Regions from separate parts of the Mus musculus genome. Here all the other regions are linked to region 6. A link is a contact called in public HiChIP or PLAC-seq, Micro-C and promoter capture Hi-C data. All regions are on one chromosome and are shown on one strand. The core of a region is the stretch at or near the end of the contact, and the rest is flanking DNA. Distances in the headings are between cores, read along the strand shown.

Region 1 (3,266 bases), core at 254-2,753, 480 kb after region 6:
TCCTACAGAGTGGAAAGACAGAACCAACTGCAAGTTGTCATCCAACCTCAATGTGTTCATGCTCTCTCTCTTCTGTCTCTGTCTGTCTGCTTCTCTCCTTAACACACACACACACACACACACACACACACACACACACATGCATGCACACATACACATACAAACACACATATAAATAAGTAAAATATAATAAAAATCTTAAAAGAAATAGAAGATACACTTAGCAACGTGAATGGACCCTAGTGACATCTAAGGAGCCCCTCAGCCCTCTGCTGTTAAAGCTGCCCAGATGTGAGATGGAGGGTGCTGGTGGCACGGGGCATATGGAAACATATGACTGTATGTTGGATGCACATAGATACAGGCAAGAGAGCACACACACAATCAATCAATAAACGAACGAAAAATAGGAAGAGTCACAGATGGACTGCGAGCTCGAGGCCACCTGAGGATTACATAAGGAGAGGAAAAAGACCACATTTAAGAGCAAAGGTTGTCAGACAAGGTGCAGACTTCTTGGGAAGCTGAGGATCCCTACCTCAACACCAAAGCCGTAGCAGAAAGAAACTCTACCCAAGTCTGGAGGACTTCAACACCGTCATTTTCATAAGGGAAGTCCGAGGCTCGAGCAAATGAAATGACCCAGGCTGGGGGGGGGGGGCGGCGGGGGGGAGCGTCCTTCCTCCTATGACCCACTGCTCTTGGTGAGGCAGGAGGTAACTATCCGAGGATTCCATAGCATTTTTTTCCCCTGAGTAGTGACTGGCTTTTCCAGTGTAGCTGGGAGGCCGATTGCTCTCACACTCTGATTGTGTAACATCTGAAATGGAGGGATCTGGTGTGTGTGCGTGTGTGAAAGGAACAGAGGCATGTTCTGAACAGATCTTTAGAGGTGGGAGGAGTGCTGAAGGTAAGATGAAGGATGCTGGATTGCTGAGGATCCTTCAGAAAGCAGGTCGCCAACAGTTCTTTCCCACCTGCAGCTGCTCTGTGGGTCCTCCTCTGCTTGGAGATAACTGTGCGTGCGTTGTGAGGAACTGCTGTCAATTCAGACTTCAGCGTTTTCCTGCCAATTAATTAGCCCATAAATGGGAGCTGGAGGGCAGAGGTCCTAGGTTATGGGGACCAGGAGCTACCCACTCACTCAGGGGTCCCAGAGGAGCGTGCATCCCGTAGCGTGGGCTCCATAGCACGGGGCAGGAAAGCACCAGCCAAGTTGTGGGCAGTCCAATCCCACCAGCTCGGAGAGCGCGCCCCGCCTAGCCCTAGAGTCTGGTGCTGCAGGCGCGCTGTCTCCAGAGGGCGCGGGCTGGGGGGCGGAGCCTCGGTGTTGTTGTTCCTCTCCGGCCCCGCCCCCAAGGGGGGCGCGGACCACGCGGCCGGAGGGCCCGCCTCCCCTCCCCCTCCCCGCCCAGCTCGCCCGCCTCTTTGTATCCAACATCCGGGTTTCCCCGCTGGCTCGGCTCCGTGGCCACCGCTCAGGAGCCATTTTGGACTCGGTTCAGGTCCCCTCCCCCACCCCTCCCCCGTTCATGGCCCCTCCGGACTCGGCCCCTGCGCCCGGGGCCCGGGCCCAGCCCCGTTGCGCCATGCCCGCGTCGGGCGCGCCCTGGCCCGCGCCCCGCCGCCGCCCCCCGGCTCCCGCGTCGCCCCATAGCCCGGGCCGCACTGCGCGCCGCCCGCAGCGGCCCTGAGCCCCTATCTCCGCATACTGCCTGGGAACCGAAGCGCAGAAGCGCGCGCTCCTGGAAGCGAGACCCAGAGAAGGAGCGGGAAGCAGAGCGCAGCCGCCGCCGGGCCCTGCGCGCCCCGGGAGCGCAGCGCGGCCCTGCCCGCGGGCTCCGGGTGTCCGCGGGGCGGCGCCGCGGAACATGACGGCGCCCTGGGCGGCCCTCGCCCTTCTCTGGGGATCGCTGTGCGCCGGTAAGGACCGGGCGCGTCGTGGGGGTGCAGGGACCTGGGGCGCGCGGTGTTTACCAACAAAGGGCGGCCCCGCGGCCTCGGCGCCGCGCCACCTGCCTGGGATCGGGGTCGCGCGGGGCGCTCTGGTGCTTGCGATCTTAGAGGCGAGCTCGCCCGTGCGGTTCCTCTGCGCGATTCTGGCTCGCAGAGGTTCTAGGTGATGGGGGAACCTGGAGCGTCAGGGTCGGGGTTCAGGTTCCGCGGGTGTGCGGACCCCAGGGATAGAGCGGGGAAAACCTAAGCGTGGGGAAGGCGGCCAAGCGGGGTGGGCATCTAATTGGGGGCGGCTGGGTTGGGGCTGCTCGCCCCTGAGAGTCATAGGTGTCGCAAAGCGAAGCGGACGGCTTTCCATAGCCCGCCCGGAGTCCTCTGCATCCCGTCCCGCCACTCCGCGTCGCGATCCTCATGCGAGTGGCTCCTACCTGCGCCCGCTTTTCTTGCAGCGGGCCGCAGATGCGCCCTCGTGGGACCGCTTTTGTTTTGGGCAACTGGGAGTGGAGAAGGGTTGAAGAGGCGAACCAACAGGTCTCAGATCGCTTCGGCCGGCACGTGGCGGGCGTGAGTGACCCGCGGTCAGCTCGCAGCCGCCTGCGGGCTGTGGATAGCTGGTGCGCGTCTGCTTGGGACTAGAAGGTGTGGGTGTGTACGCACGAAGTTGTGTTGGGAAAGCGCTTTCTCCCCCAAAGCCTAGGCACTGATTTCTGTGTCCCGATGGTGCTGAAGCGTGCTCAACTTTGTAGGAGCTCCGGGGCGGGCTTAGGGCAGTTCCAGGAAACGTGGACAGTCGGGCATTAAGACTCCAGAGAAAAGATCGTGGAGATTAGGACGGCTGGTGCCCGGTGGCTGGGGCTCTGGGTCCTGCGCGTCTTTGTTCCCAACCCCCATTACACATGCAGCTCGGGTCCCCTGCGGCCCGAGGTGGCAGCAGCGCGGAGTCTGGGAAACCCGCGAGGGGCGGGGCCCGGAGTGTAGGGAAGGGCTGGGATCCCCCTTGCAGCTGCGGGGGTGGGTATCCCAGATGGTCATTGCACCCCCTCACAGGGATCCTCACTTTCAATCTTTTCTATTACAAGGTAGTGAGGGTTAGCTGTTAATTCCGACCCCGAGAGTTTTTGCACGAGCCTGGGTGCGGTGGAGCATGAGTGTACGAACCAGAGGGCAGAGATAACTTCTTTGCTACCCGAGCCCACTGTTGGGAAGCGGTTTCAGTGCTGTCCTGGAGTGGTAGAGGCAACGCGGTGCTCAGGGTGAACATTTTGTTTCTTTCTGCCACTCCCCGAAGTGTTGCTCCAGAGATTTTTCAC
Region 2 (3,317 bases), core at 175-2,674, 450 kb before region 6:
AGGTTGTTGTTCCAAAACACTTGAAAAGCTTTGCGAGCGCCCAAGACCCACTACGCTATTCTATCAAAACCCCACACAGCATCCAAGTCCATGAAGGATCGCTCCACTCCCTAACACGGGCGTGCCCACGTTCGTGATTCGCGGGGTTTGGACCCAGGTTGGAAAGCTTCGCGCGGATCTGCTGCTGGCGTCTGAGCGCTTAGCAGATCCCGCGGCCACCTCATCTGTTCTCGGCAAAAGTTTCCCGTGTGATCGCATTGGGTTGGGGGAAGCAGAGTCCCTACATCTCGACCGGAAAATGCGCTCCTGGAGCGACTACTGCAGGCGTCCGTAATTGCTTATTAGAGGAGAATGTACAGGCTTCTCATCGTCAACGAAACGTGTTCCCCCTTCTGTAATAATAAAACAATAAAATATGACGGCCCCGTCCTTGACTGTTTGCGGAAACGCAGGGGGGAAAAACAGGCAGCTGGAGCAAAGGAGCTTAATTCAATATCAAACTGATTATTTCACTAATTATTCTGCCTTCTGTATTGTGCCGCAGAGAGGCGCAGGGAATCTTAACTGCACAGCTGCTAGGGAACCTTTGTGTCTTAGTGTCAGTCCCCACCAAAGATGTTGGCGAAAGCGGGGGCTGGGGGAGGTAGGAAACATCCAGTGTTTAGAAAAAACCGAGCAGAGGGAATTCTGAGTAATGAAAGTGACGGCCTCGGGGAAGCCGGTGTTTTAGCGCGGTTGTAATACTGAGTGTTTGGTTCGTCCGGTCAGGCTCATGTTGGGTCTTCAGAAGCCCACTTCAGAAGCTAGAAGCTGGAGTCTCTGATTCAGACGCGGAATCCTTTTGCCATCTCTGGAATCCCAAAAACTGAACGCGAGGTTTCTCTCCACCAAGTCTTTACGCTAAAAGATGGGACAGGACAAAAAGCGGTTCCTGTGTGCTGAAGGCCAGGAAGTCAGAAGGAGGGTGTGCGCAGAGACTTCGGGTCGCTCTCCAGCCCTCCCCTAGATTTGCACCCCCGGGGACCTGAGCCTTCCTGCGAGCAGGGAGCTTGTAAAGACGCCTTCACGGGCCTCTGGGACCTGCCAAACTAGACCCGAACTCAGGAATGATTCCTATGCCGTGGGTAGACCATGTTCGCAGACTTCAAACCCGTTTCTCCGGCGCCATAGAGCCACCGGGTACACCAGGATTGATTCTCAGTGGGATATAGTTCTCCCAAAGACGCTTAAAGAAACACCAAACCAGCAATAACAGCCAAATAAGCTAAGAGAAAATGAAACTCGCAGGCGACCCGATCCAATTAATAAATACTTAATTGAATTAGTGTCACCTCTAACAGCCAATAGCAAAGTCCCCTAGCCATGGGGCTGCGAAGCCCCTCCCTGGCCGCACATATATAAGCAGCCAACCACCGCTCACAAGTTTCCAAGCGGTCAAGTATGCCTAGAGTTTAGCAGAGCCAGCCGAGAGGAAATGGCTGGTTGCTAAATGGGAACTCAGAGCTAAGTCCTCTTCTTCCTTAGTGTGAGTGTAGGGGTCCTGAGAGGTTAGACAAGGAGGGAAGGAAGAAAAGAAGGAAGGAAGGAAGGAAGGAAGGAAGGAAGGAAGGAAGGAAGGAAGGAAGGAAGGAGAGAGACACCTACAACCCGGGGTTTGTTTTCTTGCGGAAGGAAAGGGGCACCTACAATCCCGAGTTTGTTCCCTTGAGGGAAGGACGCTAAATTGGGCGCGCGCTGAAGCCGCCCCGCAGGTCCGCAGGTGGGTAGCCTAGGCGAGGGAGGAAGGGGACATTACCTTCCCCTCGGAAGAGGGCGCTGGCTCCCCCAACTGGCCTTTATAACCAGGCCGCGGGAGGCGAGGAGGCAGCCGGTTGCCGTCTGCGATTCGCTAAAGCATGCAGTTGGGAGAGCAGCTCCTGGTGAGCTCGGTGAACCTGCCCGGCGCGCACTTCTACTCGCTGGAGAGTGCTCGCGGAGGAGGAGGAGGAGGAGGCGGAGGAGGAGGGGGAGGCGGAGGGAGCGTCAGCCTCCTCCCCGGTGCTGCCCCCTCGCCCCAGAGGCTGGACTTAGACAAAGCGTCCAAGAAGTTTCCGGGCAGTCTCCCGTGCCAGGCGGGGAGCGCAGAACCCGCAGGCGCCGGCGCGGGGGCCCCCGCGGCCATGCTCAGTGACGCGGACGCTGGGGACACCTTCGGGAGCACCTCGGCGGTGGCCAAGCCCGGGCCCCCGGACGGCCGCAAGGGCTCCCCGTGCGCGGAGGAGGAGCTGCCCTCCGCCGCCACCGCCGCGGCCACCGCGCGCTACTCCATGGACAGCCTGAGCTCCGAGCGCTACTACCTCCCGTCGCCGGGACCGCAGGGCTCCGAGCTCGCCGCGCCCTGCTCGCTCTTCCAGTACCCGGCGGCGGCCGGAGCAGCCCACGGACCCGTGTACCCCGCGTCCAATGGCGCGCGCTACCCCTACGGCTCCATGCTGCCCCCCGGTGGATTCCCCGCCGCCGTGTGCCCGCCCGCGAGGGCGCAGTTCGGCCCCGCTGCGGGTTCGGGGAGCGGCGCTGGTAGCAGCGGCGGTGGTGCCGGCGGTCCTGGCGCCTATCCCTACGGCCAGGGTTCTCCGCTCTACGGGCCATACGCCGGAACCTCAGCGGCCGGGTCTTGTGGAGGATTGGGGGGCCTAGGGGTGCCTGGCTCCGGCTTCCGCGCCCACGTCTACCTGTGCAACCGGCCCCTATGGCTCAAATTCCACCGGCACCAAACTGAGATGATCATCACCAAACAGGGCAGGTGAGTGCAGGGTGGAGGGACCCCAGGCGCCTGGTTGTCCGCACACTGCGGGCTCTGCTTAGGGTGTTTAAGTGGTACATCATATCTCCAAAGTCGTGTCCCTTACTTCCTAAGGCACACCTGTAGCTTGGGCTCCGAGCCCACGTTACTCTCCTCTCTAGTCACCTTCACCGGGATTGACTGGGAGGAGGAGGAGGCGGAGATGGAAATTTGGGAATGAACCCTTGAGGGCAGATCTACGTGACCCGCTGGCTCCTGGGTTTGCAGCAGGCGATTTGTGGGCTGCATAGCGAAAGAGGGCTAGCTGGAGCTGGCTGCGGCCTGCGCACAAGTGTTTGAAAAGAAGCTTTTTAAAGCTCCTTGGTTTGGTGGGGCTCTTCTGTAAGAAGAGCAGAAAGAAGTCGGTTTGAGCTGGTGACTAGGTAGACAGTTTTTGGAGCCAGATGTTTGGGGGAGGGGGCTCTGCTTGCGGGGAAGGGACCAGAAAGTTCAGGCACACCTTCAAATTGTCATCAGCTACTTCTTGAGGAAGTGA
Region 3 (3,323 bases), core at 104-2,603, 350 kb after region 6:
AGCACACCTTCCCATATCATAACTTCATAATTCCTCATTGCTTTTTAGGTAACAGAGTTGTATTACTTTTCATCATGTGGTATGCTGGTGTGAAAACCAACCACAATTTCTGTCTACCGTCTACCTGTAAACGGCATCAGGAATGTCTGAACTCCGGACTGAGATGGCTGGCGCCCACGTGAGGATGACTTTCTCCAGTCTACACAGTAGAAGCCATAGCTCTGCATGTGCACATCCTCAACTTCAATGAAGCCACCAGAGACTCAGACTTGCTTCTACCACCAGCTAAGATGCTGTGCTCTTGCTCTGCACCGTCAATTGGTTCTGTTGGGTGTTGTGGTGAAGGCAGTCACTTGGCATTTAGTAAGTGCTTTATGTTCAGTGCCTTACACGCCTTTGCTCTGCATCTCTCCCATTGATAGTACATGTATGTGTGTACATGGAAGGGCGCTCACCTGTGCATGTTTGTGATACTGGTTGTAGTCCTCAATCACTATGTTCATTTGTGTGTGTGTGTGTGTGTGTGTGTGTGTGTGTGTGTGTGTGTCCATCTCATTTTTGAGAGACAGCCTCTCACTACGCCTTGAGCTTGTGGTTTGGGATAGACTAGCTAGCTGGTGAGCCCCTGAAAGCCTCTGCTTTCTCCTCCAGTCAGGGTCAGACACATGCCATTGAACGTATATTAATGCTGGAATTACCCTACTCTGCGTCTTGTCTTTAGTGAAAAAGTGTCTCTTTTGACAAAAAGAGAGTTAATGGTAAAGGAATCAACTTTATGTTGGATAAAATTATTACCTTACTTCAGGATTTAAAGGTACTCGCCTAAATTTTCTTTTAAAAACTGAATATATTATCCTGATTCACTTGATTATGGTAGCAGTCTGAGAGCAAACAGAAGGAGACTGTTCAGTCAAAACAGCCATCTGTGGGAAGACATGACTTCCAGTCTCCCCTAAGCTCTAAGACTACCAGAACTGTGGGAAGACATGACGTCCAGTCTTCCCTAAGCTCTAAGACTATCAGAACTGTGGGAAGACATGACTTCCAGTCTCCCCCTAAGCTCTAAGACTACCAGAACTGTGCTCCCTAAAAGGCAGAGACTCCATGGCACCCTTGGGTTATCCCTTCCTAGTGCTGTGACTTTAAAAAGCCACTCAAGGGGACAGGAGTTTTCCTGACTCATGATTCTAGGTTATACAGCTCACTCATATTTAAGAGTCAAGGTGACAGGAACCTGAAAGAGCTGCTCACACTGTGTTTCCAGCCAAGACCAGCAAGCCACCGATGTATGTGTTCACGCTGGTACTCAGCTGACTCTCCTTTCATTCACAGCACAGCAGCTAGCACATAAAATGGTGACACCCACATTCATGGTGAGTCAGCCCAGTTCAATTAACCTAATTCAGAATACCCCACACACGCCCATAGTGTTAGCATTGTGTCTAAGCTCCACCCCACAGTTAACTGGGAACAGCCAGGTAGGCCTGACCCACTGTAAAAGGGGCTGCTCGCCCCTCCTTGCTGTGCTGCTCTCTTGCTCTCTCTTGCTCTTGTTCTTCCCTTACCCTCTCTCTCCCCATGCTCATGACCTGCTGCTTCTCCTCTTCTCCTCCCCTCCCGCCCCACATCTCTCTCTGCCTCTACTACTCTCCCCACCCCTGAATAAACTCTACTCTATATTATACCATTGTGTGGCTGGTCCCTCGGGGGGAAGGGATGCCTCAGGACAGCCAGCGAAGGCACCCCTCCCCCACATCTGACCACACCTCCATAGAACCATAGAAGGTATGCCCCTTCTCTTTATCTTTTTATAAACACATCACATAGGCCAGCCTGATCTGCTCTCTCCTCCAGTCAGGGTCAGACACATGCCGTTGCACGTATATTAATGCTGGAATTACCCTACTCTGCATCTTGTCTTCAGTGAAAAAGTGTCTCTTTTGACAAAAGCCTGATCTGCTTATGGAGACTTCTGTCCCAGGCTCTAGAGTGAGTAAGTTGACAATTAAAACCAGCCATCACTTTGTATCACCTCTCATCTGAGGTGATAACTGTTTCTCCTTTAAATAAGCACGGGCTGCTCTGAGACAGAACCCTATCAGAAGATCCTACACCTAATGAAGATGAGGAGTGGGAAAATAATAGGGAGCAATGAGTGATGCCCAGTGAAATACCTAGGTGAGATAGAGGCCATCTTTAGAGGGTGCTTACATAGAAAGATGTCCTAAGAACAGGATCATCAGATACTAAGAAAACATAAAAAACAAATAAGGTGGTTCTGCTGGCTATTATATCAAAATAAAACGAAGTACTGTGAACTGGGATGGGGGCTCAGTGGGTAAGATCCTTTCTACACAAGCATGAGGATCTAGGTCCGAATCCCCAGCACCCACACAGATGTTAGGCAGGCATGGGAGCTACACGTAATGAATGCTCAATGCTCAGGATGCTCTGAAGCAAAGGTGAAAGCATATGCATGCATCATGTGACATACACACAAACACACACTCACATTCCCGTGCACACACACATGCACGCACACAGAGTCACACAGGTGGACGCACACACAGTCGGGTACACACACTCACACAAACCAGAAAAACACGGCGGCCCTGTTCATCATTACCTGCAATCTGCACAGAGCCGTCTTCTCCTAGAAGAATGTTTCCAGCTTTCACATCTCTTCAAAGAAAAAAACACCATCAAACATTTGTTCTTTAGAATGGCAAAATTTAAGCAACTGTTTATTTACAATACATTTGCAGTATTTAAATACTGTTTTATATTAAAGAGTATTAAACCAATACTTTTTTTTAAATTTTAGCCATTTATATTATAATCCAAACATAAAATTATAAGAAGGAACATAACATTTAGACAATCTAGGAAAGTAAAGCTCACTAAATACTGACTGGGATGCCAGCTACTGACCAAAGAAAGCAACTCATCTCACCCCAATCCTTACTGCTGAAACACACAAACGGTGAGTCATTCTCTTCCCAGTTCCTCAACTCTCAGTTGTTTGTTTGGAAGTTTTGCTATATAGCTCACGCTGGTCTCTATCCCATGATCCTCCTGCCTCAACAACCCAAACACACGGGGATAGGGGTGCACTTTAAATATATTCTGAAGAAGGGGCAAGCTTCATATAATCTAACTTTTCTTTTTTTGCTTAAACAACAGAATAGGAATATACATACATATATAGTTACACATGTATATATACACACACACATATAAACATACATATATTCACAAATGTGTATATTGACATAAAATACTTCTCAAAGGAATCAGAATGGCAAAAAGTGATCTTCTTTAGA
Region 4 (3,623 bases), core at 168-2,667, 420 kb before region 6:
GCAAGCACCACTCCCCCTTTGGCTCTGCTTCAGTTCTTGTCTCCAGCTTTCTGACTTGAATTCTTGCAGGCAAACTAAGACAAGGTAGTATATATGCCCAGAGACAGGACTCCTTCACTTAGGTTTTTGACTACGAATCTCCTCCTCTGGCATGTGACTGGCATTGGAAGTCTTGTGGGACTGAGGCCTAAACCTGTGGATCTGGTTTTCTCTGTCTCTCTGTCTCTCTCTCTGTCTCTGTCTGTCTCTGTCTGTCTCTGTCTGTCTCTGTCTGTCTCTGTCTCTGTCTCTGTCTCTGTCTCTCTCTCTCTCTCTCTGAGTCAGGGTGTCCCTATGTAACATAGGCCCATCTGGCCTGGAACTCGGAGATCACCTGGCCTCAGCCTCCCAGGTGCTGGGATTAAAGGTGTACACCCCCATGCACCAGTTCTTAATGTTCTGTTCAAAGAATCAGAACTGAATGGATGCCATCCAGGTAGTAGCTTGTGCAGAACCCAGAGTTTCGAGGTCATATGGGTCTTTGTGAGCAGAGGTTTCAGAAATATTCTATGTTGTGCAAGTGTAGGGGGTTCTCAGCAGATGGAAAAGTCTAGGTAGGGGAAGACAGCTCCTTTGGAGTGCAGCCACAGATATTAAGCACTAAAGGCAGATAATTCTGACTAGGCAGAAAATTGTGCACCTGTAGGCCTCAGCTATTCTGGAGGCAGGAAAATCACTTTAGTTAACAAATTCAAGGCCAGTCTGCCTAATTCAGCCAGACTATTTATGTTTGAGACAGGATCTCACTGTAGCTCAGACTGGCCTTAAATTCATATAGGCAAGAATGACCTTGAACTTCTCGTCCTACTGCTTCTACCTCTGGATGCTGGGATTACAGGTATACACCATCACACCCAGTTTATGCGATGCTGAGGCTAGAGCCAATCCTTCCTGCATATGCTAGGTAAACAAACGTTCTACACCCTCAGCCCCAGATTTTCTCTTTAAACCAACCAACCAACCAACCAATGAACCAATGAACCAACGAACCAACTAGCTGGCCAACCAGCGAACCAACTAGTCATCTATACCATCCAACCCACTATCCAAAAACCTTTCGAGAGAATTCTAAACGATCGTGCCACACGACACTGAATACACTTCTGCATTCCTAGCTCTATCCTCTCTCACCCCAGCCTTCTTCACTGTGGTGCTCAGTGGTGGGATGCTCCCTATTTGACAGCACAGCTCCAAGACTCCCGCTAGAGTCAGCGCAGACGCCACTGTGCACGCGCGTTCACCCGCACCGCCTCCATATTGTCCGCCGCGGCGCTCCGTAGCAAGCCCCTGGCAAGCTCCACGTCGACCGCGCAGGCGCCCGGGGCGCGTTCACCTGCTGCCGTTGTCGCCGCCGCCGCCGCCGCTGACGGGGCTGGATGGGGGGCCGAGGCCAGCCAGGGGCACCCAGAAAGAAGAGACGCGGCGGCGGCGACGCCGACACCCGCACGACGAGCGCCCCGAGGTGCCCGCCAGCTCCACAGGAAGGCGGCGAGGCCCGGGCCCGGCCGCCCCGCGGGTAGAGACGCTGCCGGCCCCTCGCCGCGCCATGTTCAAGAAGCTGAAGCAGAAGATCAGCGAGGAGCAGCAGCAGCTGCAGCAGGCGTTAGCCCCTGCTCAGGTACGTCGTCCCCCTGCGCCGAGGCCCGGGAAGCGGGCGAAAGTTCCCCATGACCTTTGACCTCCGCCCCAGGAACACCCCCCCCCCCCAAACCGTAGCCCTGGAAGGTTTGGGACCACCCAGCCGGTGTAGGAACCCTGGCCTGGTTTCTCCCAAAACTCCGTCCCTGTGCAGGGTGACGGGACCGGTCGGGACATTTGACTTCGGAGTTTCCCCTCTAAGGACCGACCCGGTCTGACAGATGGGTGCGATGGGTTCGGGTCCTGCGTGGGGAGCTTCTCTCGCCCGTCAGAGACCCTGACTCTAGAGTGGTGACGGGGGCGGGGCAACCCAGATCCTTTGTGATATGTGACCTCTGCCCTCTGCCCCATATATGACCAATGTCCTCTGGGTTCCCTGGACATCGCACCCGGAATGACCAGGTCCCTGTAAGTCTCCTGCTTCCAAACCCTGATCGAGGCAGAGAGTCGAGCCTGCCCGGGCCAGGCTGCTCGCAGGAGCCGAGGGCGGCGGTCCAGCGACCAAGCCTGTCACGAGTTAGTCACTTCGTGTAACTTGGGTGATGGCGGACAGGGCTCAGGGGCAGACACTGAACGGGACGGGCACCGAGCCTGTCAGCAACCGGGCTCTTGCATCTTTTCTGGAAGGTCGTTGCTTTTTAAGGGAGTATGGTTTCGGGCTGGGAAAAGGGGGCGTGTTCGTGTTAGAAACAAACTACCCCTCTCCAGCACTCAGGGTGTGAAGGACGGGAGGGGAGGGTTTCTGCTGAATCTCTCCCCAGTCTCCCTGAATATCAGTAGATTGAACACGAACGTCTTTTCTTTTATGGTTAGAAACCTGGAAAGCCCATGGCTCAAGAAAGGTCGTAGTTTGGCTAAGTGGGAAGCAGTTTGGGTGTTTAAATATAACGACCCAGCATTCTGTTTCTAGAAACATAGTCTGAGAAGATTTAGGATGCAAAAACATTTAGTTACACGATTTCTTTTTTCTTGTGTGCGCGCGTGGGCAGGTGGCAGCCAGAAGACAACCATGGTGTCGTCATTCCTCATCCCTCGGGCTTTATTCTTTTTATTTTACTATTTAAAAAAGATTTCTGGATTTCTTTATGTGAGTGTCTTGTCTGTCTGTATGTCTGTACACTGTGTGAGGCCAGAAGATAGTGTTGGATCCCAGGGAACTTGTCATGCATGGTTGAACCATTATGTGGGTTGGTCCTCTGCAAGAGCAACAATTGCTCTTAACCTCTGAGCCATTTCTCCAGCACACCCCCTGGCCTGGAACTCACCAAATAGGCTGGGCTCAATGGCCAGCAGGCCGAGGGAATCCACCTTTCTGCCTCCTGAGCACTGGGGTACAAGAGTGTGCCACCACAGCTGTCTTTTTTAACCTGGATTCTGAGATGGAAACTCAGGCAAGCATTTTACCATCTGAACTGTCTTGCTAGCCCTGGCGCTGTTTTAATGGTAGCACTCTGGGGCCAGTAAAGAATTGGCTGGATACATTCTTACCAGGGGGCTGATTATTATACAGCGCTAAAAAGAAACAACGTTGATTTGGATCTCTGCTCCACATTTATTTAGTAGTTAGTATAGATTACTTAGACCTCATAAACCTATGAGGTAAATATTATTCCTCCTATAGATGAAAATGTGATGAGACCCAAAGGCAACTGCTACATAGAATCAGAGCTGCAGGCAAATATTGTCTACATAGACTGAGAGATGCTACAAGAGACAAATTAAGTGCAGCATATGAATTGTGACCCACTTTTTATGGCAATAAGAAATGTATTTTTAGGAGTGAAGCACAGCAATCTTCCACTGTAGCACTATAGACCCTCCCACTCCAGACTCACCCCCAGGGAGTGAGGGAAGCTTCTGCTCTACACCGCAGCGCATCCTTCAGGCCTTTGGCCTTATCTGTGTACTTTGTCCTTATCCCCATCTTACTTTGTTATTGTTGCCCT
Region 5 (3,572 bases), core at 1,002-3,501, 500 kb after region 6:
GAAACTCTGCTCTTGTTGGGGATTAGCCTAGAGACTAGAGCTAGGCTCAGGTTCTGTTGGGGGGCAACTTGGAAACTAATGCTAGATACCAGCCTGTTAGTCTACGTAAGTTTAAACTTAGGTCATGTGCTCTAAAATGGAGCCTGAATATAAAAGCTTTGGCATCTCACTGGTGGTCTTAAGGTTTGATAGCCCAGCTCTGCTTGCAGCCCGTGCCTGCCTCCTGAAGCCCAGCCCTGCTTGCAGCCCGAGCCTGCCTCCTGAAGCCCCCCAGCGAGCAAGCAGCCTTGAGCTCCTGCCCCTGCTGATCGATCCATCGGTGTTGCTGGTCACCTCACATTTCTGCCCTCAGATTCCTTCCTCCCCACAGATGATGAGCCAAAATAACTCCCGAGAAAGGGAGCTAATATACCTAGTCCCAAGATCCCATTATAGCCGCAAAAAAGCAGCCTTGGCTGTATAAACCACAAATAATGTTTTAGAGATGTATACAGACAGCAAAAATATTGAATACTGAGTATAATCTGTTCACAGTTTATTCCCATGCGGATTTCATATTAATGAAAGTCGAAAGGTGATGGAATTAATCTAGACGCTTCAGGGAGAGGTGGTGGAAAGGCAGATTAATGCAGATGTAGAGTCTCAGGTACACTTCAGATTAGCTAATGCTGGGACAGAAGGGAACCTGAGCTTCCAGGTCACAGGTGGTAATCCCTGTTGCTCAGTGGTTAGCTTGCATGAAGTGCTGTGTTTGATCAGCCGACAGAACTGCAGGAAAGAAAAGAAAACAAGGAACAAATGGAGATTGGAATAGAGTTTAACCATGAATGTGTTAGGACTCCGGTTTTAAGGAAGCATTAGATTGAATTGTAGAAAGCTCAAGTGGGCAGAAAGCTTTGAAATGAAAGTAGGAAGGAAAAGATAAATTGGGAAAACGCCACAAGAAATGTTCTAGGTAAGTTAGCACCAGCTAGACATACTCACCTTCTCCACAGACAGGGTTTCTCTGTGTAGCCCTGGCTGTCCTGGAACTCAAACTCAGAAATCTGCCTGCCTCTGCCTCCCAAGTGCGGGAGTGTCAGGACTAAAGGCGTGCACCACCACCACCTGGCCTTTTGATAGCATGAACAAAAAATGGTTACTGCACAGCGATACCCATGAGCATAGACTTCCCTCAGCATAAGGAGAAGGTACCTGGCCAGGAAGTGGGAAGGCTGGCCAGTGTTCCCAGGGGAGCTCGGCTGAGGGTGTGCCTCGGTGGGCTGCTCTCGGAAACTGGGTCGATTGTTTTGGAGAAGGATTTGGAAGAATGTACTGAATCAAAGCTGCTTAGGCTCAGCATTCCCAGGACGGGAGGAAACGCTCACCAAGAAGCTTCATGCGTGATGGCTTTGCTCACATGACAGCTGTACATAACCCGAGGGTCCAGCCGGTGAACCAGGTGAGGTCACACTGGGCAGTCCCTGGGCTCCGAAACATGGAACTTCAGGATGTGGCCTGCAAAGAGCCTTAACCTCTGCTTCACTTAGTTCTGTCATCTTAGGGGTTCACTCGGGGTTCTCCATCATACAGTGCCTGGGGTGTGACAAGTGGGTGTTAGTCTAGGTGACACATAAATACAGATGAGGCCAAAAAGTAGAATTAAAGTGGTTTGGTTCTCTGGAGTAAGGATTTAAAAGAAACTTGTTTTATGGTGTTGGTATTTTGCATGAATGTGCATGCACACAGTGTGTGCATTGCCGCTGGAACTAGAGTTCCAGGTGGTTGTGAGCCACCACGTGGATGCTGGGAACCAAAGCCATTTGTTTTCAACCAAAGAATAAGTTCTTGTAACCACTAGCCCCACAGTGAAGGATTCTAAGATAAACTGTAGTTACTTGACGGGTTCTTTCCTCCCAGTCTGCCAATATGGGTTCATGCATATGTGCGGGGTGTGTGTGTGTGTGTGTGTGTGTGTGATGCTCCAGCCTTGCCCACCCTTTCTCTTCTGTAGGTTCCCCTTCTGTAGCCACCCTGGTTGTGGTCCTGGGGACTGATGGAAATGCAGCTGTGTAGGGTGGGGAGGCAGGGCCAGTTGGGGAGACTCCTGACCTGGCTGCTAGGCTGTGGGCGGGAGGCCTTCATCTATTAAAGGGCTCTGTGGCCTTGTGGTTGGAATTTTGCCATATGCTATAAATAGCCAGTGTGAGAGTGTGAAGAAATGGAGCCAGGGAGGAGAGAGGAAACGGGAGGCCCCCTGGGTCTCCAGCTGGCAGTGGCCAGGGTGTGGTGTGGGAAGGGTGTGGAATGTCACATGGGATGCAGAGCTGCAGGCAGGCTTGGTGTGGGGCCTGGACTGGAAGGATCGCTACAACCCTAGGAGGCAGGTGCTGTCAGTCACCTCTCAGAGAGTGGCTAGGTGACTTGCCCCAGGCGCACAGCTGTGAGGCATCAGCAGTCTGGCCAGCTCAAAGCTGCTCTGCAGGGTCGGCTCTGGGCAGGTCTGGGAGGTCGGTGGCTCCAGTGAGCTGTTGGGTCCTCTCTGAGGCTTCATGTTGCCTTCTCAGGCTTCTCCACTGGGATCCTATGGTTGTGCCAGAGGGGCTGGTGCCTGACACTGGCCTGGAGCTAGGCCAGGCTGAGGTCTACTCTGTTTGTTGTTGCCCTTGTGACTCCAGGGGCTGATTGTAGTCTGAATGGAGGTGGACACTCTCCTGAGTCATGGGTGTAGGTCAGAGGTGGAGCGGACAGTACACACAAAGTCCAGGTTCCATCCTCAGCATCTATAGCAGGGGTCTTGCTTCGTGTTGAAGCCATCCCTCCTTCTTGTCCCCTCTGCTCATAGTCTGTCCACGCCATCTGTTACATAGGAACCCGTTCTGTGCTCAGCAGCTCAGGGCCAGCCTTGCAGGCCTGTGGGGGAAGCTGGGCATCTGGGAAGCAATTGCAGAGGACACTTAGGAGTGTTTGCGCTCCACACATGCTTTCGCTTCCTCCCGCGGGAGAAGGAGCTGTGTCCTCCCTGGACGGGGTGCTTCACATAGCTCCACTACCCACTCCTGCCACAAGTAGCCAGGGCTTGTAGACACTCTAGGTGCCACCCTGGCTTCCGGCGCTGGCTCGGGCTTTGTTTCCGGCCTATACTCATCCCTTAGAGTCTCATCCACAACCTAAAGCCTTGTGCTTGAATAAGGTCCTGGTTGGGAGAAGCCGGTGCACACCCTGTCTGAGCCCCATTCTGGATACCGAGACCCTTCTGGGCCAGGCTGAGTTCTAGCCACCTGGCAGGTTGTCACCACAAGTGTCAGGGCCTAGGCCAACAGGACCTGGCATGGCTAGGGCTGAGGCTGGGTTCTGCCATTCTGACTGGGTAGCATTCTGACCTTCCGGGTCCTACCTGGAGCCCTAAGACTGGCGTCTTGCCCAGTTGGGGCCTCCCTGGGAGGAGCTTTTGCCTGCCGCCGTGAGATCTTGTGAGCATGTCTTGAGGGTTCCTCTTCCAGAACGGCCAGTCAGGATCCTCCTGTCTGCAATGGGCCCTGGGGAACCAAGCAGTGTTAGCAGTTGGCACCCTGCCAACCTCGGGTCAGGTG
Region 6 (3,640 bases), core at 592-3,091:
TACTCCCACCCCCTTCTCTTAGGCAAAGGAATCCAGAGTTTAAACACGTGACCAGGTGAGTCTGGCTATGCCAGGCATATCCTCAGAACGTGTGACAGGCATTAGACAAGTTGAGACAAGGTGAAGCTCCGGTGCCACTGGACTTTAATGAGTCTGGACCTTAGAGAGAGAGGCCATGCCCTGGCTGGCGGGTGGGCTACTTGGTACAGCTTGCGTTCCTAATCAAACGGACACTTCGAGCTTCGTGGTTTGGTTGCCCCTGGATATTCTGGGGATCCCTAAGGTGCTTCGGGAAGAGCAGATATTCCTGGGTGAGTGCACCCTAAGGGCAGCTGGGACGCCTTCTCCACGTACAGCAGTACCAGGATGCCACTTGAGGTCTTGGGTTTGGGAACAAAATGTTAACTTCTTGCCTAATTCTCGTAAACAGCAGCTCCTCTGCAGACATGCCTCCCTCCTGTTTCGGGGCGGGGGGGGGGGGCAGTCTCCAACAGTGAGGCTCCATAGATTTCACCCGTCTGCGGGCTCGCGTCTACCAGAGGCGCTTCTGGAAGTTTCTTTCCAACTTTGTAGACGCTCATCGGTGAACACGCGGCTTGAATGGTGCCAGCGCCGGGATCGCACCGGCGTGGAAAAGTAAGGAAGTCCCAGCAGGCCTCCCCTCTTGAAAGCCACCCGGGGAGAGGCGGGTAGGGGAGTAGGGGGCAAGTGCGCGCGCAAACTGGCGAATGGGCGGAGTTAGATTGTCTTCTCCAGCCCGTCTGTCAGTCACGAGCTTCAGCTCCGCCCACACAGCGGTAATTGGTGAGGAGCGCGCGCGAGCGCCCGCGGCCCGCCCCCTTCAGCACTGCCCCCGCCCACCGGTTGACAGGGCTGCAAGTGGGGCCTGCAAGTTGGAGCAAGAAGGTGCGTGCGGGTGCCGAAATGCTCAGACCCTCCGAAGCTGATGGGCACCTGCTCACACCCAGCTTTGGCTGTCACCCCAGACCTGACAGCAGCCCGATGCTCATGTACTCGAGTCCTGGCCCAGCTCTGCTCCTACAGGCCCCTTTCCACTCCATCAGCCACCTACAGCCTCTTTTCTGTCTTTAAGTGGCTGAACCCCTCGCCGAGGTGCCCACAGTCTCATGTGCCAAGAGGTCTAGCCTCGAGGACGCACTGTTCTGCACACCGACTCTCGCCCGGGCTGCTTATGCGGACTACACAGTGTGAGCCCGGTCTGCAGACTCTCCGCGCACCTCTCATCGCCTCCTCACCCCCAGGCCCAGCATCCCCTATGGCTCACCTCACAGCCTAGCTCTACATTACCCCAACTCTATGCCCGAACCCCGATGCAGCCTCGCTCCCTGCTCCCCTGCGGAACCCTCCATTCCCAGTTTGAGCGTCAGGACGTCCCTCACCCGGAACCCACTACCGACTGCAATCTTCTCCCACGGTACCTGGACTCGGGGTGAATAAACCTCCCCGGGCCTCAGCCGGCGATCCCGCTGCACCCCGGGCTTCCGCCGAGCACTCCCCGCGCTTCCATTCCGCGCCGCGCGGCCCACACCTCGATCGCTGAGCTTGCTCTATCTCCCAGGCTCCGCCGCACCCTCCCACCTACCCCGAGGCCCTCTGTGCCCCGCACGCGCGCGCCACCGCCCCAGACCACACCCCGCACGCTGTGCCCCCCGACTCGGCCCCGCACCCCTCTCCCCGGCGGGCGGCGGACGGCGGGCGGGCGGGCAGCGCCGGCGGCGGTGGAGGCCAGTCCTCGGGCCGGGACACACCCACCCGCCCGCCCTCCTCGCTTTCCTCCTTCCCTCCCCCTCGCGCTCCCTCTCTCCCGCCCTCCCGCCCTAGCTCCGCGCTCGCTCCTTCTCTCCGTCGCCTGCTCGCGCTTCCCGCGGCGCCGGGCCTCCCGCTCCGCCTCCCCGAGCGCGGCTCTCCCGGGCGCGGCTCCGGGGTTCATGCTGACGAGGCGGCGGCCGCTTCAGCCCAGCGGCGGCGGCGACGGCGGGAGCTGGGGCGCGGGCCCCGGCCGCCTCTCTCGGAGCGCGGGGCCGGGCGGCGGCGAGCGCCCCACCGCGCCGCGCCCCTGCGCGCCCCCTACGCCGCGCCCCCGCGCGCCCCCCGCGCCTAGCCTGCGGGGGGCCGGGCCTGCGGGCGGCCGGCGCGGCGCGCACCCATGGACGGTCCGGCCATCATCACCCAGGTGACCAACCCCAAGGAGGATGAGGCCCGGTCGCCCGTCGCGGGCGAAAAAGGTGAGGAGGGGCACGGGCAGCTGCCGCGGGGGGCGTGAGTGCACCCGGCGTCGCCGGAGTTCTCGGTGTGCGCCCGCACGGGCGTGGGGGAGGGGTGTACCGGGCCAGGAGGGTGCGTGGGTGTGGGGTGCGCCTGGAGCAGAGGGAGGCTGGGAGGGTGCCTGTGCCAGCTGAGCTCGTGTGAGTGTGCATGAGCGGCTGAGAAGTTGGGATCGGATGTGTGCACTGCACAGAGCTGTTTTAAGTGTGCATGCAGTGCGTGAGACAGGTTGTGTGCACACCTATGTGTACGCGCAGGCCAACTGAGAGATTATAAGGGCGTGAATGCTTTTAGCAGATTGTGTGTGTTCCTGACAGGCTGTGAGTTTGTGGACTTAATGTGGAGGTCTGTATGCCTCTGACTGAGAGGTGGTGATCGGTGTGCAGAGCCTGAGCGTGTGGACCTTGTGTGTGTGTGTGTTCACTCCTGATGGAGTTGTGTGAGAGAGAGAGAGTGTATGAATGTATGCCTACGCTATCCTACTGTCAGAATGTACTGTGTCTCTTTGCTGTTTGGGTGTATGTGCATATCTGGCTTTGACCAAGATCCTGTGTACACAAGTGCACACATGCTTGTGCCTGTTTGTGCATAACACAGAGAGGCCATGTCTTGAAAATATTTAGTTGGTTGTGCAAGTGGAGGAGAGAGGCGAGGAGCAGCGCCGTCCCCACAACACCACACACACATACACACAAGCACATATGCACACTTCCTTTTTAGCTTGTCTCCCAGCCACCAACCAGCCTGTCAGGAACTCCACCGCCTGGCATCTCCGGCCTCTTGTGGGTGGGGGGAGCTCTACGCAGCACTTGGCAAACGCTTAGTGGCTTAGTGCGTTAGAGCTGTCCCCTTTGGGGTAGTTGGTCAGGGGCTAACCAGGCAATGCCATGCTGCCTGCATCTGGTTTGTTTGGGGTCTATTCCAGCCCCGTCCCTTCCCCTGTTTACTTTTTGCTCTTTCTTGGTATGTTGACCCCTCAGAGAACTGACGTCTTCACACAAGTGCCCGGAGTCACTGTGTCCTGCTGGTTGGACAGACTGTTTTGAAGAGCCAACCAGTCTGGTTTGGTTTGCTCTGGCAACTGACTCTTGCTTCACAGTCCCTCTACCATGTGTAGCACACACATATAAGCCCCCCTCCACTCCCAAAGGACCTGCTTGTCCCCTCCAGCCCTGGGCTGGCCACAGCAGACACTGGAAGAGTCACGTTTCTTTCCATTGGCCTCCACCCTCTGTGTTTGTGCACCCTCTGGGGATTGAGGTAGAATGAGGATGGGAGGAGCGGTCCACTACCACTGCCTGCCCTGGACCCCTTGGGCATGCCCAGCAGGAAGGCTCAGGACTTTCCCCAGGTC
Region 7 (3,667 bases), core at 313-2,812, 320 kb before region 6:
AGGAAGTAAACTAAGACAGGTGGATATAGCACTTATGCTGTGTAGTTTTGTATCAACATGGCACAAACTAAGGTCATTTGAGAGGAGGGAGCATTGCTTGTGAAAATGCTTCCCTCCACAAGATCTTAATTGGTGATTGATGAGGGAGGGCCCAGCCCAGTGTGGGTTGTGCCATTCCTAACTGTGATAGTCCTGGGTTCTACAAGAAAGCAGGCTGAGCAAACCATGGGGAACAAGCCAGTAAGCAGCACCCCTCCATGGCCCCTGCACCAGCTCCTGCCTCCAGATTCCTGCCCTGTTTTGAGTTCCTGTCCTGACTCCCTTCCATGATGAACAGTACAAGCTGAATCAACCCCTTCCTCTGAAACTTGCTTTTGGACATGGTGTTTCATTGCAGCAATACTGACCACAAGTAAGACAGCAGTAGTGCATCCGAGCTATGCAAATTACCTGACTGCAGTGGTTTAAGACAGCAACATTGATCATCTAACAATGCTGGACAGGTCATGGGTCTCGCTGGCCTGCGTTCCTGGAAGGGGTAGAGGAGAAGACATTTCTCTGTCCCCAGTTTTTGAAGCTGCCTGGCTTCTTTACCTCATGGACCCTTCCCTCCAGCTCCCAAGCTAGCGGTGATCTGGCTTCCTTTGTCACAGCCCTTCTGATGACAGCTGGAAGAGGCTCTTCACCTGTAAAGATCCCCGTGTTTAGACTGCTGGCGAGTGGATAACTCTGGAATGTGCACCCCCCCCCCACCCCACCTTGCCTACCCTAGGCTTTGACTGTTGTTGTAAGGATAAGCCTGATTAGAAAGAAAAAGATAAAGGCGTCGTGTGTGTTTAGTATGAATGAGACTTTGGAAGTGGAGAGGGTGGGAAGGGATGGGGAGGGGGTTGTGATTTTACCAGAGTAAAGAGTTAGTTCAACAATAACATTAAACTTGGAATAGTCAACTTCATAGAGTCAGGGATAAATGAAACTTGCCGGGGGCTGGACTGGGCTGGGCGTGCTTGTTAAATTTATGTATAATTTAATTTGCAAGATGAGCTATTGATGATCACATAACCAAAATGAGGTTATGACGTAAACTTTATGCAACGTATACTTCACCATAATCTCCCACATACAGGGGAGCACACCTGGCTGTATTGTATGTCTGCCAAGTTGGAAAGCGCTGGCCAGGTCAGGGAGTATGGAAGAACGCTCTGCTCTCTTCCACATGACTAATTCTTACAGCAACTGACTGGCGGTCTTGAGCGGTTGCCTCTGAAGAAGAGCTTCCAGATGGGCAGGGCCAGAATATTTACCCATCCTTGGCTCGGGTAGCTTTGGGTCTTTGTGTGTGAGAGAGAGACTTTCAGTGTAAGACAAAAGGAGAGAGACCCAGCCAGCTTGGACACAGCAGAGCCTAGGACATTGAGAGGATGCAGTTCACCGAGGTCCAGAACCTGGACCCGGGGGTGCGCCTGAGACCGCGTCCAGCAGGGGGCGCTGCGGACCCGTCCCGCCCGGGCCGCCCGGGCCGCCCACCCCGCGGGCGCGCCTCTCCGCAGTCCAGTGCCGCCCGGGCCCGGGACCCGCTCCTTCCGAGAGCGCAGACCTCTCGGCGGGCATCGAGAGGACGCGGGGCGCTGGCGGCCGTCCCTGGCCTTGCTCCGGCTCTCGCTGTAGCCCATCGCCGCGTCCCGGGCTTAGACTCGGAGCGTACGGCTCCCGCCCCGGGCAGCGGCGTGTCCCGGGAGCCCCGATCGCGGGGCAGGGCGCAGGGCGGCGGCCGGCTGGGGATGGGCGGCCCGGCTGCGGCGCGGACCGGCGCCGGAGGGCTCCGCGCGCTGCTGCTGGCGCTGGTGGCCGCGGGGGTCCCGGCCGGCGCCTACAACCTGGACGCGCAGCGCCCGGTACGCTTCCAGGGCCCCTCAGGCTCCTTCTTCGGCTACGCGGTGCTGGAGCACTTCCACGACAACACGCGCTGGTAAGTGTCTCCCGCGGATCCTCGACCCTGGCGTGGGCACCCCGTGGTCCCCCAAGTTGGCCGCCGCCTTTCCGGCCTCTTCCACTCCACCTCCCGCGGGGCCGATTTAAATGTCCGGGCGGCCACGCTGACATCCTGGCCTGCTCTCCGAGGCCCGGGGCGTCCCTGGGGTCCCTGTCCTCCCTGGGCAGTCAGACGCAGCTTCGCTCTCGCCAAAGCAAAGTTACTTGGCTGTCTGCCTTCCAGGGGCCACCGCGGGCTGGCCATCTGCCCCAGATCCCCGGGGGGCCCCTAGGAGGCCAGGCTGCTCTTGGGGACCACTTCATGTAACTCTAGGGCAGCAGCATGCAGGAAGCAGAGAAACAAGGGGTGTGGTGGGAGTGGGTCCTGGTGGCTTAGGAATCTCCAGAAGAGGTACCCAGGGGCCCCACAAAGTTCTGAGAGGATCTGGGATGCAGAGAGGACCCCCAAGGAGCAGACTGTGTGGCTGGTGGGCAGCCTGGAGCTCTCCCACGTGTCTAGAGACAAGATTTAGGAAGCTGAAGTTTTTAATCAAGGGGTACAGTTTTGAACCAGCGAGATGGGTGGGCCTGCAGAAAAGAATAAGTCTCTCCCTCATTAAGCATCAATAGTGAAGTTAACTGACCCCACAGCAGGAGCGCTTAGAGAAGGCGGATAGACCACTTCCTTGGAATGAACGAGCCACACCATGCACCACGCCCACCTATTCAAGGCAGCTAGAGTTCAGTAGCTCCCCAGCCTCATTTTAGATGATGTTACTGTGGACCCAGGAGATGGCTGGTTCACGTTGAGGGTGCTATCCCGTGAGCGAGCATCTTTAGAAGCAGCAGGCCGGGAGATGGAGACTGGCAGTGTGTGTGCTTGGACATGTAACTTACTGGGAGTCTCTGCTCGGAATTGGACAGGGGCCGAGGCAATCGGGGGCTTGTGGATGCGGGTCTTTCAGAACCCTGGAGAAAGAGAACTTTGTGACTGGCTTTATTAACACTTTCGTGTATTTAGGAGAGCGGCCTCCAAGAGAACCAGCTTTCAAAGTCCTTGTGTGTAGCTCTCCTCTGCATCCCTTCCTGACATTGATTCTAGTCACAGTTACCAGCCAAGGCTGCTTCCTGCAGTTGCCAAACCCTTCCTTTTCAGACAGCAGGGCAGAACACTTTCCTATGTTCCAAAGGCTCCAGGTCTGCCATGGGCTCTGGGCTTGGTACAGATAGATTATGGCTGAATAGAAAGAGTTTGTAGAGCTGGGTGTGGTGGCGCACGCCTTTAATCCCAACACTTGGGAGGCAGAGGCAGGTGGATTTCTGAGTTCGAAGCCAGCCTGGTCTACAGAGTGAGTTCCAGGACAGCCAGGCTACACAGAGAAACCCTGTCTCAAAAAACCAAAAAAAAAAAAAAAAAAAAAAAAAAAAAAGAGTTTGTAGAATACACCCAGAACCCCACACAGTGTGATCCCGGCACAAAGCACATGGGAGGAACTTTCAGAAATTGAATGGCTGTTCTGGGTGGGGGGCTACTAATGAAAGGGCAGGCAGCTGTGGGAGCCAGTGGGAACTGCTGGCTATGGCTGGCCTCTGTGCCCTGCAACAATCTGGTTCCAGGGACAGGAGCCAGGCTTCTGTCACCTGGGTTTGGATGAACCCCAGGTCACAGCCTCTCTGTCTGTTGTTAACTATATAG

What was found. Promoter capture Hi-C pulls out the DNA fragments that hold promoters and counts their contacts. A called contact is a pair of places that touch in the nucleus more often than the background predicts. HiChIP or PLAC-seq counts read pairs in DNA pulled down with a chosen protein or histone mark.
Region 1: a contact with region 6 is called in an H3K4me3 HiChIP or PLAC-seq map of embryonic stem cells, with 9 times the contacts expected there. The contact joins the promoter of Acvr2b here to the promoter of Ctdspl in region 6. A contact is called at or near these places in 3 of 39 promoter capture datasets (embryonic stem cells, hippocampal neurons and neural stem cells), 11 of 484 Hi-C or Micro-C datasets (Sertoli cells, cerebral cortex, cortical neurons and 5 more), 9 of 115 datasets of contacts at active chromatin or transcription factors (craniofacial prominence, embryonic stem cells, forebrain and 3 more) and 1 of 9 other capture datasets (embryonic stem cells).
Region 2: a promoter capture Hi-C map of embryonic stem cells shows a contact between it and region 6, with 15 read pairs. The contact joins the promoter of Eomes here to the promoter of Ctdspl in region 6. A contact is called at or near these places in 2 of 39 promoter capture datasets (both in embryonic stem cells), 2 of 484 Hi-C or Micro-C datasets (embryonic stem cells and pro-B cells), 1 of 115 datasets of contacts at active chromatin or transcription factors (embryonic stem cells) and 1 of 9 other capture datasets (embryonic stem cells).
Region 3: a contact with region 6 is called in a Micro-C map of embryonic stem cells, with 1.8 times the contacts expected there. The contact joins the enhancer-like site here to the promoter of Ctdspl in region 6. A contact is called at or near these places in 3 of 39 promoter capture datasets (the HPC-7 cell line, cranial neural crest and hippocampal neurons), 1 of 15 datasets of contacts at CTCF or cohesin (pro-B cells), 15 of 484 Hi-C or Micro-C datasets (adipose-derived mesenchymal stem cells, cerebellar granule neurons, cerebral cortex and 7 more) and 1 of 115 datasets of contacts at active chromatin or transcription factors (bone marrow-derived dendritic cells).
Region 4: a contact with region 6 is called in an HNF4G HiChIP or PLAC-seq map of pancreatic cancer cells. The contact joins the promoter of Golga4 here to the promoter of Ctdspl in region 6. A contact is called at or near these places in 2 of 39 promoter capture datasets (cranial neural crest and hippocampal neurons), 3 of 484 Hi-C or Micro-C datasets (CD4 T cells and embryonic stem cells), 3 of 115 datasets of contacts at active chromatin or transcription factors (embryonic stem cells, pancreatic cancer cells and stem cell-derived neural progenitor cells) and 2 of 9 other capture datasets (adipose tissue and embryonic stem cells).
Region 5: an HNF4G HiChIP or PLAC-seq map of pancreatic cancer cells shows a contact between it and region 6. The contact joins the enhancer-like site here to the promoter of Ctdspl in region 6. A contact is called at or near these places in 3 of 39 promoter capture datasets (hippocampal neurons, pre-B cells and stem cell-derived epiblast-like cells), 1 of 15 datasets of contacts at CTCF or cohesin (embryonic stem cells), 13 of 484 Hi-C or Micro-C datasets (B cells, the G1E-ER4 cell line, cardiomyocytes and 6 more), 5 of 115 datasets of contacts at active chromatin or transcription factors (craniofacial prominence, embryonic stem cells, forebrain and 2 more) and 1 of 9 other capture datasets (embryonic stem cells).
Region 7: a promoter capture Hi-C map of neural stem cells shows a contact between it and region 6. The contact joins the promoter of Itga9 here to the promoter of Ctdspl in region 6. A contact is called at or near these places in 16 of 39 promoter capture datasets (the 3T3-L1 cell line, the HPC-7 cell line, HPC-7-derived erythroid cells and 10 more), 26 of 484 Hi-C or Micro-C datasets (the 63-12 cell line, B cells, the C2C12 cell line and 16 more), 22 of 115 datasets of contacts at active chromatin or transcription factors (VIP interneurons, acute myeloid leukemia, bone marrow-derived macrophages and 14 more) and 3 of 9 other capture datasets (adipose tissue, liver and macrophages).

The regions. Positions count from the first base shown.
Region 1 is chr9:119,400,675-119,403,940 of GRCm38.p6, forward strand. Acvr2b (activin receptor IIB) reads left to right here and starts at 1,504. Exons shown (of 11, transcript NM_001313757.1): 1 at 1,504-1,923. The coding sequence starts at 1,872.
Region 2 is chr9:118,476,765-118,480,081 of GRCm38.p6, forward strand. It overlaps Eomes (eomesodermin), which reads left to right and starts at 1,425. Exons shown (of 6, transcript NM_010136.3): 1 at 1,425-2,782. The coding sequence starts at 1,896. Gm33408 (a long non-coding RNA gene) reads right to left here and starts at 1,884. Exons shown (of 5, transcript XR_871338.1): 1 at 1,796-1,884.
Region 3 is chr9:119,270,303-119,273,625 of GRCm38.p6, forward strand. Oxsr1 (oxidative-stress responsive 1) reads right to left here. Exons shown (of 18, transcript NM_133985.2): 5 at 2,627-2,682. Among named protein-coding and RNA genes, the nearest start is that of Oxsr1, 50 kb to the right of the region's middle. Within about 2 kb of position 1,354, at least 25 of the 459 cell types and tissues checked have an H3K27ac peak or open chromatin away from gene starts, as enhancers often do. A contact at or near this core is called in embryonic stem cells, where this site is marked.
Region 4 is chr9:118,504,901-118,508,523 of GRCm38.p6, forward strand. Golga4 (golgi autoantigen, golgin subfamily a, 4) reads left to right here and starts at 1,418. Exons shown (of 24, transcript NM_018748.3): 1 at 1,418-1,657. The coding sequence starts at 1,586.
Region 5 is chr9:119,423,215-119,426,786 of GRCm38.p6, forward strand. All of the region lies in intron 1 of Acvr2b (activin receptor IIB), which reads left to right. Among named protein-coding and RNA genes, the nearest start is that of Exog, 20 kb to the right of the region's middle. Within about 2 kb of position 2,252, at least 102 of the 459 cell types and tissues checked have an H3K27ac peak or open chromatin away from gene starts, as enhancers often do. A contact at or near this core is called in cerebellum, palatal mesenchyme, pancreatic cancer cells and 1 more, where this site is marked.
Region 6 is chr9:118,924,695-118,928,334 of GRCm38.p6, forward strand. It overlaps Ctdspl (CTD (carboxy-terminal domain, RNA polymerase II, polypeptide A) small phosphatase-like), which reads left to right and starts at 1,842. Exons shown (of 8, transcript NM_133710.3): 1 at 1,842-2,246. The coding sequence starts at 2,168.
Region 7 is chr9:118,605,147-118,608,813 of GRCm38.p6, forward strand. Itga9 (integrin alpha 9) reads left to right here and starts at 1,563. Exons shown (of 28, transcript NM_133721.2): 1 at 1,563-1,969. The coding sequence starts at 1,782.